Linked DNA regions of Mus musculus: region 1 is linked to region 2. A link is a contact called in public HiChIP or PLAC-seq data. All regions are on one chromosome and are shown on one strand. The core of a region is the stretch at or near the end of the contact, and the rest is flanking DNA. Distances in the headings are between cores, read along the strand shown. Region 1 holds the start of Rassf3 (Ras association (RalGDS/AF-6) domain family member 3). Region 2 overlaps Rassf3 (Ras association (RalGDS/AF-6) domain family member 3).

Region 1 (6,894 bases), core at 1,156-3,655, 47 kb after region 2:
CACTCACTTCTTTAAATAAAACACAAGTCGCTTGCTGCAATCCAAGGTGCAGACAGGCGTGGCTGCAGGGGCAGAGGAGGTAAGGCAGGTGGATCTCCATGCACTGAGGCCAGCCTGGCTCACACGATGAGTTCCTGGACAGGCAAGGCTATGTACAGACCATGTCTCAAAAATAAACAAACAAACTCAGGCTTCAGAAACCCTTCTAACCAAGAGCCCTTTCTTTAACACACGCGTGTGATGCCAGAAAACAGGCCACAGAGCTTCAAATAGACAGTGAATGGCTCCACCCAGGAAGTGGATGTTACTGCCCTGATTTTCAACACGTCATACAGTCATGTCAGTGCTCAATGGACAATATTGCATGATATATACAGACACAGTTAGAGGACGGTTACCAAAGTGGTTACGTATAACCTAGACTCTCTTAATGTACATAAACCTCACAGAAATGCTGCTTAAAGTGTGTGTGTGAAGGGGGGGGGGGTCTGGATAATGACCTTGAATTGCTGATCTTCCTGCCTGCACACAGACAGGCAGACAGACAGACAGACACACTACTGTGAACTACAACCCCATATTATGCAGTAAGTACTAGGCAAGCTACTAGCTACATCCCCAGCTGCCGCTTCAACTACTAAAAAGCAGGAACAAGATTCTTGACTTCCAACCACAGCATTCTGGCTGGACCCCCGTGGAGGGGACTCCCACACCGGTAGAATTCAAGAACCCCCTGGTTTTCTGGAAATTACCAGGCACTTCTGGAATACAAGTCAAACTGGCTCAAGCTCTTTACAAGGCAAACGGGAGGGGAATATGTAAAGTGGTGAAGAACCCCAATGAGGGAAAAACTAGATGAGAAAGGGGGAAAAGGCCATTTCTTGTCTGCCCCACAGGAGGTAGGCCAGGCAGTGTGGGAGTGGGAGTCGTGGGTAATCTCTGACTTCCAAATTCCCCCATTAGCACATTCTACTGAAAATAAAAGGTCACCCTAGTAAACGGAGCAACCTGAAGTCTGAGGATAAAGGCATGCTACCACCCACCCTAGCTAGCCCTTCACTAGGGGACTAGTTGTTAGCAATAATGACCTCATCCTAGCCTTTCACCCTCCTCCTCCTCTTAGTTTGGAAATCTAATAGACCAAAAAGCCTAGAACTTCCAAATCTGATAAAGGAGTTTTACTTTAGAAAACAACGGCCTGTTAAACTTAAAAGGGTTGGCAAGGGCAGTCTGGGCAGAGATTTCTCTCCACCAAAATCCCCATCACTGGGCCTCTGAACGATTAGTTTCTCTTGTTTTTCATCTCCAGAGTTGACAGAAACCTCTGGTGTGCGTCTGTGGTGTTTTTAGGAGCAACAAGTTTGTTCCGTTAAAGCTCCTATATCTGACGAGAGCGTGGCCGAGCTGGCCAGGCTCCCTGGTGCGGCTTCCAGGGCCAGAAGGCCACCGGTTAAGCGCCGACCTTACAAGTCCGGCCAAAGTGCCCCATTTGGAAGACGCCCCTAAAAAAAAATAATAATAATCCCTGTCCCGATCTGTGAAACTGGCACAACTTCCCGTACTGTCTTTTCCCAAGCCACGCTTCCCACGGCACCCTTCCTCCAAAAAAGGAAGAAATCGGCGTAAGGCTCAGCCCTCTGGAGCTAAGTCTACCCAGGACGTCCGCAGGACCCGCAAACCGGACCTGATGAGACCCAGACTTTAGTGAGCACCGACGATCGCCCGGTCCCTTTACCCTGCAGCTTGCCCGCACCGGGGCTGCTCGGTCACTTTGGGCTATTGCGTGCCCTCAAGCCACTCAGGGCCATCGAGCAAACTGCAGCTAGAAGCAAACTGCAGCCAGGACGGCGCGGTGACCCGGCCGTCGCCCCGAAGGGCTGTCGGGGGAGCCATCCCGAGTGGCCCGGGGACCTCCCGGCTCTTTGGAGCTGCTCCCGCAGCCGGCGTCCCCCAAGCAGAGAGGCCCAGGCCATCTGGCTCCGCGCCCTTCCACCTCCTTCCTTCGCCTCGGGCGGCCCACGCCCACTGCACAGGCTCCCAGCACCTTTCAGGCGCCGAAAGGGCAAAGGCCACTCTCAGAGCCCCGCAGCCCTCGGGCGAGCATCGCCCAGCGCGGGCGCAGACACGTGGAGCCAAGACCCCCGAGCACGCCACTCACCGGCTGACCCGAACGGGACTTGCCCGGAGGCGCTCTCCTGAAGAAGGAGGTCCTGGCGGTGAAGAAAAAGTCCTCGTCCTCCTCGAGGCTGCTGTAGCCGCTGCTCATGCTGCTGGTCCGGTTGCGCGCAGGGGGCCTCCCCGGGGCGCAGGCGGCCAGGCCGGGGTGCGGCGCCCGCCCGCCCCGTGAGGTTCCCGGCGCGCGGCCCCGAGCCGCCGGCAAGCCGTCCTGCTGCAGCTGCAGCCGCCGCTCAAGCCGCCGTCTGGTCCCCTCCCGCAGGATCAGCCGCCCTCTCCGGGCGCCTCCCGGCTCTGGTGCGCCACGACCCCGCCCCCTCCTGGACCCAGCCCCCCACGCCTGGCAAGGCCCCACCCACCTCAAACCAGACCCCGCCCAGCCAAGACCCCGCCCCCAGCCCGTCAAGGACCCAGCACACGCCACGCCCCTGCTACCAAGGCCCCGCCCAGGCCCCGCCCCACGGGCCTCCGCTGCTGCGTCCTGCCCAGCTCCGCGCGCGCAGGTGGGGCCCCGCCCGCGGCCCTCAGCCACGCCCCTCCGTCCTAGCACCGGTGGACTGTTGGAGGAAGGTGGGTTCGAGCACCGCCCCTGCTGGAACAGTTCTCCCGAGGGCTTCCCCAACCTCCCGGAATCTGCAAACTCCTCAGTGATTTCCCGTCACTGGAGCCGAAGTTTTGGAGAGGGCGGCAATATAATGGAGAACTTTTCCCACTCTCCTTCGGGCTCGGCCTTGGTGGAAACGGTCTGGGTCGAGGGGGTCGAGCCACGCGTGCGGCTGGCCCCTCCCAAACCGTTATAAGTTAGCAGAGGTGGGTGGGGTAAGAGCGACTGGGTTGTGCTTATTTGAAAGAAAACATCCTCTCTGGTTCTTTTGAACTTCGGTGGTAAAGCTTTCCCGCCTCCCTGTGGCGAAGGCGTGTCCCAAATGTGGATGGCTAAAGCAGTTGAGAATTTGGGGGACAAATTTCATAATCACCGAACAATCCAGTACTTTTAATTTAAATGCACTTTGGAAATGTCGCCTCCCACAAGCAACCTTACATGGTCACCCCATGGGGGAGCAAGTAGATTAGACCACTCCGTTCTCACCCACACAACAAAAAACAAGGTTTCCCTTCGGGAATCTGCTAAATTTTTAAAATGCGACTTTTTTTTTTTTTTTTTTTTTTTGCTTAGGGTGACCTGGGGGGTCGTTTTCCCCTTGGCGTGATGGAGTTGACTTGAGTCCTACTAACTTGCTTGCAAGAGACCTTGATGGGAAAGAGGGTTTGAAGCTTTAAGGCTGCTATGATATGCAGGCCGTAGCAGAATTTTTGTTTTGTTTTTTAAGGAGTTTTTTAAAAGAGAAACTCGTCATTGCTTATGGCTAAGCCCTTTTCTCCTCTACTCCCCCAGTGCTGTGACTAAAACATAAAGGTAGCAGTCGCCTTCAGGCTGAGACCCGCTGCTTCTGTGGCGTTTTTGTGTACCCTTCCTGGAATCAGGACTGAGTGCCTAATCGTCACTTGAGAACGAGAAGGGGGGAAAGCCAGACCGGAGAGAAGTCTGGGACAAGGGAAAGAAATGGCTCCTGTGTAGTTCCTTCCTCCCTCGGGCAGAAAGAAGGCTGACTTATCTGCCTTCCTGCAGATTTATTCACGTGTTCAGCATGCAAACTGGCCTTTCACTCCAGGGAACTCACCCCCAGAGGGGCCTTAGAGTCACAGCCTATTTTAAAGCCCTTACTTGAAAGACTTCTTCCCAGGCACCACTCGACTATGGATGACTAGAAAGCAGAGTCTGGCTTTACTCTTCCTTTAGCCGGAAAGCCTTACTTTACAGGTTCCTTGTGTACTTAGGAGCCAAATGTAAGAGAAGAGGACAATCACTCCATGCAAGATTTGTCTTCTTTAACTCCTACTGTGACATCATTCAGATAATGCCATATTGAAATAACAGGGGCTTCAGTTAAATACTCCAGTTTGAGTAGTGGGTGGGTTAAAGATTTATTGATTTGTTGATTTATTATGTATATAATGTTCTCCCTGCATGTATGCCTTTAGAGGAGGGTACCAGATCTCATTGTAGATGGTTGTGAGCCACCATGTGGTTGCTGGGAACTCAGGACCTTGTGACCTGAGCCATCTCTCCAGCCTGGGGTAAACGATTTAACAAACGTGTTTTATTATATTATTATATTTATATTATATTATCCATGCGTCACCTAGAGTAGACACAGACACAGAAACAGAAAAGATCTTTCATGGTTTGGATTGGTTTTTGTTTTGTTTTCTTTTGCTTTTGGGTCTCCTGGCTGTCCTGGAGCTCACTTTGTAGACCAGTCTGGCCTCGAACTCAGAAATCTGCCTGCCTCTGCCTCCCAAGTGCTGGCATTAAAGGCGTGCACCACCACTGCCCTGCCCTTTCATGATATTTTTTTTAAAGATTTATTTATTTATTATATGTAAGTACACTGTAGCTGTCTTCAGACACTCCAGAAGAGGGCATCAGATTTCGTTACAGATGGTTGTGAGCCACCATGTGGTTGCTGGGATTTGAACTCCGGACCTTCGGAAGAGCAGTCGGCGCTCTTAACCACTGAGCCATCTCGCCAGCCCCCTGATGTTATTTTTAAGGGGAAGAGTCTACATTACATTTTATGGCTGTCAGCACCCCATCAGAATCATTTAGGCTTGCTGCCTTTTAACTTTTAGAAATTAGTGTTTGTGGGCAGGTGCCCCTGCCATGGCTTGCCTGTGGAAGGAAGAGGGCAGCTTTGTGCTGTCAGTTCTCCTGACGTAGTTACACGGGCCCTGGCCCCTGAACCCGGGTGGCTGGTCCTGAACCACAGGCAACTTTACTGACTGACCCATCTCATTGGCCTCGTGAGAACCACTTGTTTAAAAAAATAATCATAATTCGGAAGAGGGGTAGTCCAGGGTGGATCACCTTTATTAACGGGGTCCTGGGGTTTTACTGAACAGGCCTGAAGCTAAGAAAGTCTGGTTCTGCCACGGGGTGGCACACGCCTTTAATCCCAGCAGAGAAGCAGAGGCAGGCAGATCTCTGAGTTCTAGAACATCCAGGGTCACATAGAGACTCCATCTCAAACACACACACACACACACACACAAAGTATGACTAAGGAAAGTCTCTGCTTCTAGGAACAAAAAGTAAAAGCCATATTTCTATATTTTTCACATAGCATCATTTTAAATAAAAGCTGAGTTTTAAGATTTGACTCACAGAGCCAGGCCGTGGTGGCACGCGCCTTTAATCCCAGCACTTGGGAGGCAGAGGCAGGCAGATTTCTGAGTTCGAGGCCAGCCTGGTCTACAAAGTGAGTTCCAGGACAGCCAGGGCTACACAGAGAAACCCTGTCTCGAAAAAAAAAAAAAAAAAAAAAAGATTTGACTAACGGGACTTAGAGATTGTAAAAAACTCAACATGCCTTGCTAAACAGTTAAACAGTCTTATCATTTAAAATCCAAGGAAAGGGAAGGGTAGAGTAAATAAAAGAGACTCAGGCAGGCTCAGGTTTGAAAGGCCTTATTGTCAAACACAGACGTGAATTTGTGAGTGGAGTGAATCACCACACATGTCCCACTGATAGAGGAGCCTATTGGCTTAGATTCTCATCAAATGCCTGCATAGCTTTTCTTTCCATGTTAATTGGGGAACATACTTAAAGTAAATGTATACAAAGTAGCTTTGTCAGAGAGAGGAGCAAAGTAATACATGCATCCTCTGTAGAGAAGGTGAGGGAGGCTAAGGGCTTAGTCCTGTACAGTGTCTGGGAAATGCTTTTCCGGCAGAATGAAGAGCGTGTGTAAAGGTCCTGTGGCAGGAGAGTGCTCGGCAGATCCAAACAACAGCCAGCACATCAATGTTTTCTAACTGTGTGAGTGGAAGGTGAGTGTTGGGAACTTTTGTCAGAGAGTAACAGAAAATCCCTAACAGATGTAGCTTGGTGGGCAGAGTACTTTCTTAGCATGTACAAGAGACCCTGGGTTCAATCCCCAGCACTGAAAAAAAAAAAAAAGGTAAAAATGTAACAACCACAGAAAAGTCACTGTTCTGTAAAGGTTTTTGCTTTGTTTTGTTTTTAACCAGAGATTTTGAGCAAAGGGATAATGATATTTGACTTGCCTTTATAAATCACTCAGTACTGAGCAGAGAGTAGAGTTAAATGATACAGGAACTTGGGGTCTAGAGGGATGGCTCAGTGGCTAAGAGTGCTAACTGTTCTTCCAGAGGACCCAGGTTCGATTCCCAGCACCCACATGGCAGCTTAAATCTGTCTGTAACTAATACCCTCATATAGACATACATGCAGGCAAGACACCTATGCACATGAGATAAAAACAAACATCTTTTAGAATGATATGAACACTCAAACAAATAAAACAAGGAGGTCCATTTTTTTTCACTCCTGAAATCAGCCAGCATGATTGTAAGGCATGTGTGACACAATCACATCTGTGTACCTGCAACTGCAGGTGAGGTTCTGACTCTGTGCTAAGACAGAAGATAAATGATGACACAGATTTATCCTAAAGGTCACACCAACTGATCACTATTTCATTGGTGCCGTGTGACATGAAGGAGGATGGCCTGTGGGACGGACAGGCCAGCGCTGGAAAGACCGCACTCACTCTTGCTTATTGATTATTTTCTTTATTATTTTATGTGTATGGACATTTTGCCTGCGTCTATGTGTGTGCACTTTGTGTGTGCCT
Region 2 (6,785 bases), core at 2,804-5,303:
ACTCCCCTCCTCAAGGCCCAGCCCACAACGGAAGCCATCCCCACCAACAGCAGCCCATAGGTGTGGCCCGCACCACACACAGCCAGGTTCAGCACCCATGACACCCTTGGGCTTCTCAGCCACCCTACTGTGTCCTTAAACCTTCTACCGGGAGAGTGCTGTGTTCAAACTAGCTGGGTCCTGAACAGGAGACCTATTCAACAGACTGGGTCCTGAAGCCTGGCTGGAGTCTGCATTTGCAACCTCTCTAGCCTCTTGCGTGTCTTATCAACCAATGTGATGTTCTTGCTCAGTTCTCAAAACCTAATGAATCTGCAAAGGCATATGAGAGCTTTACAGTATCAGACGCCATGTTTTATACGCTTCTGCTATCCATCCACATCAAAAACCAAGAGCCCTTCAAAGTATACCCCGTAACTACCCTGGCACACCCAGGCCCAACCCGTTAATAAGATTAACTGCAGCTGCGATGCACATTGAAAGAGCTTCATCTGGTCCTTCCATGAGCTCACTCTTTAAAGCCCTGCTTACCACTCCACCGCTACCCTATATGGTTGTGCTTTTAAAACCGGGTCGCGTGCCAGTCGGCAAACAGCCACTCAGTTGTTTGGAGCCAGAAAACAAACTTGGAGGTGGCCCCGACTCTCCAGGAGTGAACCAGTCTGAGGTCCTGACCCTAAAGAATACCAGATTACACTCAGCCTCAGACATCGCAGGTTGAAACGTTTTCAAAGGGAGTCAACTACGATGCTATTCATTTCTGAATGGTGACACAACTCATAGCTGGCTTAATTTGGTTCTTGGTTTTTTTTGGGTGAACAAAGTAAGAGAGAGGCCAGGTACACACAAATGTGGCTAATCTGCCTGGGCAACTAGCAAAAGAATGTGGCAAGCCAGGCGTGGTGGCACACGCCTTTAATCCCAGCACTTGGGAGGCAAAGGCAGGCAGATTTCTGAGTTCGAGGCCAGCCTGATCTACAAAAGGAGTTCCAGGACAGCCAGGGCTACACAGAGAAACCCTGTCTCGAAAAGAAAAAAAAAAAGAACGAGGTGGCAGGTGAGGTGGCACTTGGGCAGAGGCCAGCGCAGGCTTCCCCAGAGCCAGAAGTCTTTATGAGAACGTCAACTCAAGGGCCCCTGCTTCTTGATTAACAATGGCCCTGAACTATGGCCTCTGTCCCCCTACATCATCTAAAGCTCCATTCTAGCAGCCTGCAACGTTCCCCTAACTAATCAAGCACTACAAAGCAAGTGTGCTGGAGATGAGAAAAGTTAACTGAGAAAAATAAGAATAAGAAGGTGCCTGGAAGCTAGGAAGGAAGAGAGAGGCAAAAAAAAAAAAAAAAAAAAAAAAAAAAAAAAAAAAAAAAAAAAAAAGGAACAGACCTGCTGCCCCAGATTCTAGCAGATTAAGCATCTCATTGGTGCAATCTGGAGGAAGACCCTGGAGCCATCCAATGGTCACACGCCATCAGCAAAGGGCAATTACTACCAGGGCTCAGGGGTCTTCTCCCTCTCCCATCTCAGGTCAGCCCAGGGACACTGGAAATCTTCACAGGGCCAGAGTCTGGAGGTAAGATCTCATACTGCCACAGCTGCCATGCAACCTTTTGAAACTCTGTGGTCAGGCCAGGGTTCCGGAGAAAGGAAATCGAACAGGCTCGTTTGGAGACCAGCCAGAAAGGAATGCTGGAATCTGGAAGCTGGTGGGGACCTGCTGAGAAACCCTGCAGGTGGCTCCACCACCAGCAGGATCTAAAAGTCAGTCAAGGGCAGAGATGGGCAAACAAAACTCTGGCTACTTTGCCAGGTGACACCTAATTTAAAGACAACAACAAAAAAAAAAAGTCTTAGTAGAATCAGAAATTGGGAGTTTGGGGATTTAGCTCAGTGGTAGCAAGCACAAGGCCCTGGATTCGGTCCTCAGCACCGGTGTGTGTGTGTGTGTGTGTGTGTGTGTGTGTGTGTGTGTGTGTGTGTATCAGAAATTGGGGGCTAGAGAGGCAGTTCAGTGGTTAAGTGGCTTCTCTTAACCCAACCACCCACATGAGGGCTCACAACCACCTGTAACTCCAGTTCCAGGGGGAACCTGACGCCCTCTTCTGGCCTCCGCAGGCACTGCATGCACACTGTGCACAGGGAGACTGAAAGTAAAATGATCTGAAACAGGTCTGTGGGAAGGATTGTGTTGTCTTTCCTCTTCCTGTTACAAGTGTAAGTTACCGCCATAGAAAAGGAGGTTTACTCCAGCATAGACTCTGAGTTTTCAGGGAACAAAACTATAAATGCCAGAACGTCAGGAAGATGGTGTCCAAGAGGTCACACTGAACACCACTATGGCTTGGATTTACATAGCTCTGATTCCTCCCCTGTGCAGCCTCGCTAACACGCTAACCTAAGCATCTTAGTGCTTGCTTGATCTCATACACCCCAGGTCCACAGCACCAAAAGGAATGAGTCACGCTACAGGTGAACCCAGGGCCTAGCAGATCCTAAGACTTACCACCGTACCAGCTTGCTTTTACACAAATGTGACAGTCTGAAAAGCCCACAGGAGGTTTAGGTTAAACTGTTTCTATCACTAGTTCCCATTGATCCAGTCCAGCCATCCCTTGTCAGAACGTTCCCCTTGGAGTACCCCTCACCGCCTCCAAGATGGCTCTTTTGATAAGCTGGTTCCTAGCCCTTAAAAGGCATGGCTCGAATAATACTGACTCCTTCTGCCAAGAGCAAGACACAATGAAGGTGCTTGCAATCCCTTGATGGCCCGTATCTCAGAAGGACACCGCCGTCCCCAGAACGAGGGCCACGGAGGATGCCTGCAAGCCGCTGTGCCTTGGTGTCTCCAAAAATGGCTTTGCAGCCCTAGGAATTATCTTCTCCTTGCCAACAGGGTCGGATTGCACACTCTGAGAGCCAAGAAAACCCAGGAGCCAGCCCTGCAGTGGGAGCTCCCTGTTGTTCTTCCTGCCTCCTGCTCTGTGGGAGGAGAAAGCAGGAAGGATCCAGAGGTATAGGCTACCCAGAGTGTGTCAGAACACAGGCTGGCTGGACCAGGAGGGTGGGATGACAGGAGAGATAGCTGTTCACAGAGAGACTCATGAGTGTCTAGTGAACCCAGCCGAGTGAGCTAGCCCACCACTTACTGCCTTAGAGAGCTCTGGCACCGCCTACAGCAAGGACTCAGAATAAGGACATCTCCATTCCACACTAAGGTAGGAGGTGTCTCCATTCCTCAGCCTTATTCTGTCTTCTTCCTAAAAGCTTTTCTTCTACAACCTCTCAAGCCGAGGTAGCCACCCCCACCCAACTCCAGGGCGGGCTGGGGAGCTCTGCCTGCTCAATCTTGTCACAGTTACTGCCCAGGCACTACCTCATACCCTTCACACTCTGACGGAGAACACGCTAAGCGGTGGAGGCCGGGTTACTTTGCCAGAGAAGCACTCAGTTAATTTAAGTGTGTGGTAATCGGAGTGGGCGATGATGCTATACTTGGCAAATAGAGAATTCCTACCTAGCCATGACCAAAGAGTTCATTCGAAAATTGGAAAACCTGAGCTGGAGAGATGGCTCAGCGGTTAAGAGCACCGACTGCTCTTACAGAGGTCCTGAGTTCAATTCCTAGCAACCACATGGTGGCTCACAACCATCTGTAATGAGATCTGATGCCCTCTTCTGGTGTGTCTGAAGACAGCTACAGTGTGCTCACATGCATAAAGTAAATAAATCTTAAAAAAAGAAAACAAAAAAGAAAATTGGAAAACCGTTTCAAGTACTGGGAGCTGAGGAGGACCATGGGACTAGGATCATGTCCTTTGAAGTACAATATAGCTCATGGAAGAGTCTCTGCATGAAAAGAAAAGCCAGACATTCTACTGTTCTACCAAGTACAAACACAAGGGAGGGGGGAAGGGGAGGGGGAGCCAGCACAGTGGACAGGGTGCCTGCCTAGCATGCAGGAAGTCCTGCAGAGAGTCCTGGGTTCAATCCCTGGAAACCCATAAACAGGATGTGGTGGTCACGCCTTCAATCCCAGCACTCAGAGCACAGCCAGGAGAGGGTCAGGTTCTGTGTTATCCTTGGCTACTCAGCAAGTTTCAGGCCAGCCTGGGAGACCTAATAAAGAAGTGCCCATATATGGAAGCATGCCAAAATGCTAACTAACAGAGTTTGCCCTTCATCTGGGGAGGTCTGGAATAGACACACACACACACACACACACACACACACTTCTCTTTTTCCGTGAAGAAAAACTATATAAGAATTACAAACATTTCAAAAGCCTTCTTCAGAGTCTGGTTGGCTGAATCAGAGAAGAAAAAAAGTGAAGTCTGGGGCTGTTAAGTGGCCGTTCATGTATAAAAAATAAATAGCCTTGGAAACAAAAATAATCATAAGACAACTGAGCACTTTACCAGTAAAACTGAGTTCCACTTTCATGTGCCGACTGCCCCCCAAAATAAACAGAGGCACCAGCTAGGCAAGGCTAATAGCCAGCTGCTCGTACAGAGAGCAGAAATGAGCTGCCAGAGACAGCAAACCACAGCTCTGAGGTCTGTGAAAACACGCACACACACTCACACTCACAAGTACGCACGCATGGACACACACAAATACATATGCACACAACAGGCACACATATTCATAGACAGAAATATTGTCATACATGCACGCACACACACACACACACACTGCCAAAATTAATAGTTGGTTCCTAACGTCACACAATTGGCCAATTTATAAACACAGGCTGCCCTGCAGCTGCCCCGGGAAGGGTGGCTGTCTGTATTTTTGTTTTTATTAGTGTTTGTCTGTAATTTTCACTGTCTCTTTGCAGGGGGAGGCTCTTCTAGGCAGAGGTCTCTCTCACCCACCCTCCCTCTCCTTTTCCTCCTACAGCGGTGTGCACAGGAAGCTGAAAGCCCGGAGGAAGCCGGCTCCACCTTTCCTCCACTCAGGGTGGGGGGTGGGGGTGTCAGCAGCTGCCCCTCCCCCACTGTCCAGAGGGTCAGCCAGCAAAGACAGGGGAGGGCTGGGCTGATCCGGTGTTGAAGGGAAGGGGGGAAAGGTGGCTTTAACTGAAGGACAGTGTGCACCGGGGAGAGTCTAAGTCAGAGCTCTGGTGTGCACCTTGGAAGCTGCCCTTCTCTCCACGCTAAAGAGCAGACAGCAAGTAGGTGAAGACAGTAAGGGAGGGTCAGCTCGTGTGGCATCGCCTGAGCAAACGGTCCCAAGGACACAGGATGCTGCACTGTGGAAGCTAAGGAAACAGTGGACCAGGGACTGCAAAGAATGTCACTCGTTCAGGCCAGACTCCTTCCATGAGGATGTAAAGGATTTCGTCTTTTCTACCTTTTCACCTAAACTGTCGATTTCCTGCCCTGGGAACTCCTTGGCGGAGTCCTCTAACAAGCAAACAAAACTAAATGTTTCAAACAGGCACTTAGGGATGTTCTAAAAGTCAGAGTATCAGGATGAAGGACACTCGTTCCTCAGGGTCACACAGGGGATGCTGTCCAACCAACCCCTGACTGCAAATCAACTCCAGGTGAGACCGAGTCGGCCTAGGGTCCCTGTGATATAGGAACTTCTTTCCTATTTTAAACTTCACTTGCTTAGGAACGTTTTTCTTTCCATTCCAAATTAACAAAGCAATAAGCAGCCAAGTACCACTCTACAGTAGACAGCCTCAACCGGAGCTGAATCAGTGCTGAGTGGAGGAAAGGACGCTAGGTTGGCCGGGTGACTCTGGACTCTGCCCTACACATGCCTTGGCAGCAAGGGGACCAAGCAGAGGTCCAGGCCACACATGGCACACTGAAGCCCACCCACCACGAACCCCCAAGGCAGGACACTGTACAGATGCACAAATAAAAGCTAATGTCACACACAGTGACTGTGACCATGAAGCCCAGCCAAACCCAGAACTGTGCCCCTTCTACCAAGTGGCCGGTGAAGCCTAGGGAACCAGCAAAATTCCTGCTGCTGATGAGGATGGCTATGTGAATGGGGGAAGACACAGAACCGTCCCGGGGTCATGTCCACGCCCCACTTTGCTGAGTGGGACTGAACCTGGGACCTTTACATGCTTGGCAGGCAACTCCACCACTGAGCTATGGCCAGCCCCACTTGGATGAGCCAAACGGAGCCTGGGGAAGACAGAGACAAACCATGCCCCTCCCCATCGGCTTCATCTGTTAGCAGAGATGGAAAGAACTTGGTCTCCCTGTAGCTTACTTCTGTCTTCTCAACCGAGTATGGGCGCAGGCAAGGGAAGTGGGATAAAATGGGATCCTCTCAGAACAGCCGACATTTGAAAAATGGAATATATAAGACAGAAATCCTGTCAAAGTACAGGTTAGGACCCCGCCTCCAAATCAAAGCAGGAAGAAAATACTGGGCGTGGGAAAACAACGGAAGCAAGATTCCAGAAACTGACCAGTGAAAACTGCTAACCAGGTGTGCCCGCATTCACCTGGAGATTGCTCAGGACAGAGTGAATTCTTGCAAAGACACTACTTTAGAGACAAAAATATGTCTTAGAAGTAGCCAGTGCCTAGGAGGCAGGGGGCAACCAATCCCGACATTTCTAACCAGTGACGGGTCTTGTACCTGTAGCCCCATGGGCCATGGGTTCTTGGCTAATTTTCCTTCCTCCTTAATTTTCTATTTTTCCCTTGTGATTAATTTTGTATGAGTACACTGTCACTGTCTTCAGACACCCCAGAAGAGGGCATCTGATCCCATCACAGATGGCTGTGAACCACCATGAGGTTGCTGGGAAT

What was found. HiChIP or PLAC-seq counts read pairs in DNA pulled down with a chosen protein or histone mark.
Region 1: an HNF4G HiChIP or PLAC-seq map of pancreatic cancer cells shows a contact between it and region 2. The contact joins the promoter of Rassf3 here to the enhancer-like site in region 2. A contact is called at or near these places in 15 of 39 promoter capture datasets (3T3-L1-derived adipocytes, the C10 cell line, the HPC-7 cell line and 11 more), 4 of 15 datasets of contacts at CTCF or cohesin (CD8 T cells, large pre-B cells, pro-B cells and 1 more), 86 of 484 Hi-C or Micro-C datasets (the 63-12 cell line, B cells, the BV-2 cell line and 57 more), 33 of 115 datasets of contacts at active chromatin or transcription factors (the 230-238 cell line, CD8 T cells, the HPC-7 cell line and 25 more) and 4 of 9 other capture datasets (adipose tissue, liver, macrophages and 1 more).

What each region holds. Positions count from the first base shown.
Region 1 is chr10:121,473,845-121,480,738 of GRCm38.p6, forward strand. It overlaps Rassf3 (Ras association (RalGDS/AF-6) domain family member 3), which reads right to left and starts at 2,406. Exons shown (of 5, transcript NM_138956.3): 1 at 2,159-2,406. The coding sequence starts at 2,266.
Region 2 is chr10:121,425,243-121,432,027 of GRCm38.p6, forward strand. All of the region lies in intron 1 of Rassf3 (Ras association (RalGDS/AF-6) domain family member 3), which reads right to left. Among named protein-coding and RNA genes, the nearest start is that of Rassf3, 48 kb to the right of the region's middle. Within about 2 kb of position 4,054, at least 137 of the 459 cell types and tissues checked have an H3K27ac peak or open chromatin away from gene starts, as enhancers often do. A contact at or near this core is called in the 63-12 cell line, B cells, the BV-2 cell line and 30 more, where this site is marked.